2 separate regions of the Sminthopsis crassicaudata genome follow, and region 1 is linked to region 2. A link is a contact called in public Hi-C data. All regions are on one chromosome and are shown on one strand. Each heading gives the region's core, a stretch centred on a gene start, on an enhancer-like site or on the middle of the called end of the contact. The rest is flanking DNA. Distances are from core to core; before and after follow the strand shown.

Region 1 (3,213 bases), core at 216-2,715, 2.3 Mb after region 2:
AACTGACTTGCCCAAAAGGTGTCATAAAGATGGCAAAAATGGAATTCAAACTCAAGTTTCATAATTCCAAGTTCAAAGAGGAAAATTCAGTGGACTTTTTATTCTGCCACCCTGCCTCCCTTAGTAAATGATAAAAATTTATTTTATCCAAAGTGACAATTACAGGATCACTGGGCAGAGAACCTAGCTACCTATTCTATTAGTTGTTTTTTTTTAATCAGTAACTGTTTTCCAATACTGCAAAATCCTTTAAATCAGCTTGTGTTTATCCATGATAATAGGATACTGAAATTCACAGATCAGATGAAAACTTCATTTTTACATCACTTTAAACATCGTCATATCTCAACATTTTCTCAATGAACAATGGATTGATTTGAATTTTAATACCACTCTTCATGACCTTCAGTATCTGTAAAATTTCTAATTAGAGTAAATTGCCAAACAAGGGGTAGGGGCAGAACTAGGTTAAGAAAGAAAAGTAAAAGTTGTGGATCTATTACCTATATGAAGTCATTTAAAAAAAAATTTATTAAGCTCTTGCTGTGTGCAAAACTCATGGTAGATACAATGCCTCTGTCCTGTGAGCTTTGGTAATTAAACTTGAAAAAAATCACTAGGTACACCATCTCTTTTAGAAAAGAAAACTGCCCACTTTACATAATTCTATAAAAGGAAGACTAGTGGCTAGAGAATGAATGCAACTTCATAAATCAATCTATTCAAATTACAATTTATTATACTGAGTGAAATTTGAATACTGTATGTGTTTACACAAATTTCCAATAACTCATCAACAGGCATGTCATATTCCCCAGAGTATTATTTCAATGACTTCCTCATGTATCTCACTTACTATTTTTATCTTTTATTGAATGTGAGTCAAATACAAATCTGACATGTTTTAGTACTGTTCTAATGTAATAATGATCAGAAGGATTTAGGGGAAAGCCTCTTCCAGAAAACCAGTAAAATATGCGCAGTCCTTACCTTGTGGTCATTAGTTTTGTAATCATTGAAGAGAGGCTGGCTACCTGCCAGGGTGTAGGCATTTCCCTCTCTATAAACGCTGATTCGCTGAGCAGTCAGTTTTGTAGAATAAAATCTTGGTTTGGGAACTTCTCCAGCTCCATAGACACTCTCCACTGGTTCAAAGGACTCTTGGATAAAGCTGTGAGGGTATTCATCTTTTGGGGACTCAAGTTCCTGGCCATCTTCAAAAACCTGCTTCAATACTCTACCACTGTAGGATGATGATATTTTAAATCTTACTTTTCGGGGTTTGCTTTCACATTTTTGGTTTGTCTTCTCAGGATCATCCATATGTGGAGATTTTGTTCTGTAGTTTCCAAAAATCAACTTAGCCAGGAAAACTTTGGGCTTTGAGAAAAGAGCATTTAATTTTCTCCCCTACAGTATATAATTAATTCAAGTTGGTGTTAGGGTACTCTCAGGTTACAGCTAAACTGACACCCATACATTAAATATTGATAGATGCTCATGAAAATGAATGTAATTGTGGATCTAAGGAGAGAAGAGAATATGAGGTAAGTTTTTTTTTTTCCCTGAGCTTGCTTGAGCCTATTGTTTCATTTACTTGGTAAAGATAAATTAATCAGCTAATAAATGTTTAAAGGCCCAACTGTGCTCAAATCTATACTTAAGGTTACAGGAGAAAAAGGTATAAAGCATAGTACTTGTCCTCATGTAGCTTGCACTATGGCTTAGGAGAAAAGATTCATTTATACAAAATAAAGAAATAACGAAGATGTAATTTAGGTTATTAAATTCAAGATTCTATGGAGAAATTAATGTGGACTACAGTAGTAAGGGAGAATATAATGGAGAGAGGAGGACTTAAAGGTCATCATTATAAAATGATTGGGGAAACTGAATCCCAAAGAGGTTCAACAACTTTGTCCAGAGTCACATAGCTACTAAATAGTGAAGACAGAATCATAATCCTGGTAGGATTAAGTATAATCCTCATCCCATTTCCCATCATTTCTCTACCACTGTCTCATATCTTTCAATGATTTCACCCTATTTGAAGTCCATACAATTCACTTGTACCATCTTTCCCCCATCTTTTCTAGGGACTGAGAAGACCTGACCAAGTTTGTAGACTTATGGGAAGGATCAGTGGCGAAGAAGAGACAAAAGATGCAGGAACCATTCCAAGAAATTCTTGGAGGTGAAAGGGAATTCCTGTCCATCCTTTAAAGCCCAGTTCAAATGCTAACTTCTCCAAAAAGCCTCCATTGATTCTCCCAGTTGTTTAATGCTCTCAAATTATTTATTTATTTATGCTTTTTTTTTTATATCTATAAAATTATTTTGCCCCAACAAAATTTAAGTCTGTTGATAGCAGAGACTTTCATTTCCTTTGTTGTGTTCCCAGTGGGCAGTACTTTGCCCATAGTAAGTATTTATTTAATTAATGTTTGTTAGGTTTAATTATGTTCCCAATATCAATGATAGTGGAACATTTAACCCCTTTTTAAGTAGTGTATTATATGAGAGGCCGTGTAGCAGATATAAAAAGTTCAAGATTTGAAGGTGAATAACTAGTGAGCAAATTGTAGCTCTAACACTAAGTAATTTTGGAAATGTTACATCCTCACTCTGGACCTTACTTTTCTCTTCTGTAAAATGAGAGGACTGAACTAAATGGCAAGATCTTTCCATGTTCTAACTTTTTTTTTCTGAGACAATTAGGGTTAAGTGACTTGCCCAGGGTCACACAGCTAGGAAATGTTAAGTGTCTGAGACCACATTTGAACTCGGGTCCTCCTGACTTCAGGGCTAGTGCTCTAACTACTTCGGCACCTAACTGCCCCTATGTTTTAACTGTAATCAAGTGAAGGCAGGAAGGAAGGGGCAGAGGGAAGGAGAAACAAAGGAAAGGAGGAAGGAAAAAAAGGAGGAAGGGAAGAAGGGAGGAACAGAGAGAGGGGAGGAGGAAGGGAAGAAGGGAGGAACAGAGAGAGGGGAGGAGGAAGGGAGGAAAGAGAGAAAAAATATACTAAGTAGTTCCTATGTCCTAAGCACTGGACTAAATATTGAGGATAGAAAAACAATCAAACAAGATTGTCTCTACTGTCAAGGAGTTTACATTCTAATAAAGAAAGCACTCTAAGGGGAACTAGAGTTGAAAAATGAGGAATGAGGGGAATCATGGCCTGGAAATGGTCTGACAGTATACTCCATGAT
Region 2 (3,047 bases), core at 233-2,732:
GCACTAAATAGAAAAGCTGCTTTCCTTGAGCAGAACATTAGGAAAATTCTATTTGAAGCCCAAACAGGTTAAATGTTGAAGAAATTAAGTAAAACTAAGTGACGAAGAGTTAGTTGATTCTCAGCATGAACATAGTTCTTTGATTATCAGAAAGGAAGGTAATTAACCAACAAACTGACATGCTGGATTTTTGTTATTTTTGTGGGTTTTTGTAATTTTTATTATTTTATTTTAGTTTTCTGGATTTTGTTTTTAATTTCCCCAATATGATAACATCAAGTGATTTCTTTGGTGAAGGAATATGCCATGTGAAATTTAGTTAATGTATATTTTCTTTTTTGTTCCTTTCTTGAGGGCCCGTTTTGAATGTGTATTTGAAATACTACATTTATTATTCATATAAAATAAGGTGTTCTTTTCAGTCATATGAGCTATAAAGCACATTAGCTTTTAAAAAAGGGAAATGGATATGAATTACTGTAAGCATTATAGACGGGCCATTATTGACTGGCAGTCAAAACTGACTGCAGTTTGTTATATGTATTATGTTGCTCTGGAAGAAATTTCCTAAAACTCTAATGATGCACTTAAGAGTACTCTCAAGGGAATTAGAAACAATAATATCTTGGGGATGGGGATGGAGGGCTTCATCCAAAGTCATACTGAGATAAATTGTGAGGATTCACAATGATTACTGACTCAGGGATACCTTAGAAAATGTTCAGGTGGAAATTTTTTAACAGATAAGAAAAATCATTTGTTGTTTCTGTTCAGCTCTTAACCTTTTAGTTCAAATAATGCTTATTTTCTTTTTGTTGGTTTTGAGATTTAAGAGACTATGAATTAGATACTTTTGAATAAAAAAGTTCCCTTCATTTTTTGTATCATTATGGGGGAGGCAACATTATAAGCATATGATATCAAAACCAGGCAGAGAACTCACCACAGAGCAAGACATATATATTTATATACTCTTCAAGCAGAAATTCAAATCATATGAAAAGATTTGCCTGCAGCTTTTCAAATAAAAAAAATCACCTGTGTTTATATTGACTGTGGAAAGAAAGAAGAAGAAGAAGAAGAAGAAGAAGAAGAAGAAGAAGAAGAAGAAGAAGAAGAAGAAGAAGAAGAAGAAGAAGAAGAAGAAGAAGAAGAAGAAGAAGAAGAAGAAGAAGAAGAAGAAGAAGAAGAAGAAGAAGAAGAAGAAGAAGAAGAAGAAGAAGAAGAAGAAGAAGAAGAAGAAGAAGAAGAAGAAGAAGAAGGGAAGAAGGGAAGAAAGGAAGAAAGGAAGAAAGAAAGAAAGAAAAAGAAAGAAAAAAGGAGGGAGGGAGAGGGAGGAGAGAAGACGGGAGAGAAAGAAAGAAAGAAAAGAAAAGAAGAAAAAGATGCTAAATCTGTATAAATCTATCTTGCTCTAACAGGGATTAAATGTAAGTTAATAGTGAAGTGAGTGCAGTCTCCCTGTCTGAAGCTTCCAAGTGCTTGCTTGGGGCTGCTGTCTACTGCTGGATCAGAGTATTTGCCCTTCCTTTCATTCCCAACAACCTGTCACAAAGTAGAATGTAAAACCGAGGTCCCTCCGCTTTCTCAAAGCCATATTCCTTTAAGATGATGTAATAGTCATTTCCCTGGATGGTTTCTTGCCTGCACTGCTGAAACAACAGCATCTGAACTGCACTGGGAACTGTGGAGCCACCCAGCTCAGCAGACAGAGCCGCGGAGGGAGAGAGTCAGCCAAACAACTCAGCCGCCTTAGCCAGCCTGCCTTCTCTCTTGCTGCAGGCTGGCCCTCTCACAACCTTGCTGGGAACATGGGAGCCTATTTGCCCTTGCTGGCAGGTAGGATGACTATCTGGGATCTCATCAAAACAAGGCTGGCTTTCTTTCTGATTCTAGGGTTTCTGGAAATCTTGTGAACCAAGGTCCCTCCTGCAACTCTCATTTTACGGATTATTATTATTATTATTATTGTTGTTGGGTTTTTTTAGGGGAGGTTTTGATTATTATTATTTTGCTTTCCCTCTTCCCCCTTCCCATAACCCATCACCATCAACTTTCTGTGACTTGTTTTAACTTGAGATTGGAAGTGGATTTTTTCTCTCCAAGAGTATATCTCTTGGCACTTTTCATTGATGTCTCTGTTCTTTTCCTGATTGGGATTTGATATGAACTGGACTCAGTGTAGCTGTAAATTGAGATTGCTTTGCAAATGGGTATTCCTTCACAAGAACTGGGTCTCAGACTCTCACTAAGGTAAGCTTTTAGGTTGCTTGCCTCTCCTGTCCAGCTTGAAACCAAGTACCTTTAAAAAAGTTGAAATATCTGTTCTTTTATATGCAGAATTATAAATATGCATGTATTCATTAATCACTGCTAGAGGGGGAGGTGAATATGCAAGAATTCAAATATCATTTGAGGTGCACAATTTGAGTTGAAGCATGGCTGAAATCTGTGCTTTCTGGGTTTATATAAATTTATATTTCTTCCTCTCTTTTTTCCCTTCTCTTCTTCCTCCTCCTCCTTCTCCTCTTTCCCCTTCTTCCCCCTCCTCCGCCTGCTCCTAGCCCTCCTTTTTCTCCCTCCTCATCTTCATCTTCCTCGCCTCCTCTTCTTCTTCCTCATCCTCCTCCCCCTTTACCCTCCTCATCTGAAACCTCCTCCTCATCTCTTCCTTCTCCTCCTCCTCCTCTCTTCCTCCTTCCTGCTCTTTGCTTTGTATTTCTCTTTTCTTTTTTCTTCTCCTCTTTCTCCTACTCTCTCTTCCTCTTTTGCCTCTTTTTTTTTCTCATCCTGTCTCTCTTCTACTTTTGATCTTTCTGACTTCTTATATTTGAGGAAATAATTCTTACCTTTCTCCCTCCAGACATACTCATGAATAATTGTAGGCTTGGCATGACCTTGCAGTCTAAGGTTTATGAAAGATATGATGTAGATGAGTTGATTACATTCCATGAAGTACACTGTATACCACCCAGTTAGGGTTTCAGCTACTTTTCCTGTATTAGTAATATTCACCTGTGGGCAATTCTAATGTTTAATTTTTTTTT

What was found. A called contact is a pair of places that touch in the nucleus more often than the background predicts.
Region 1: a contact with region 2 is called in a Hi-C map of fibroblasts, with 10 times the contacts expected there. The contact joins the promoter of GRXCR2 here to the promoter of KCTD16 in region 2. A contact is called at or near these places in 2 of 2 Hi-C or Micro-C datasets (fibroblasts and hippocampus).

The regions. Positions count from the first base shown.
Region 1 is chr2:395,444,641-395,447,853 of ASM4859323v1, forward strand. GRXCR2 (glutaredoxin and cysteine rich domain containing 2) reads right to left here and starts at 1,466. Exons shown (of 3, transcript XM_074285147.1): 1 at 991-1,466. The coding sequence starts at 1,323.
Region 2 is chr2:393,118,848-393,121,894 of ASM4859323v1, forward strand. KCTD16 (potassium channel tetramerization domain containing 16) reads left to right here and starts at 1,483. Exons shown (of 3, transcript XM_074291711.1): 1 at 1,483-1,839.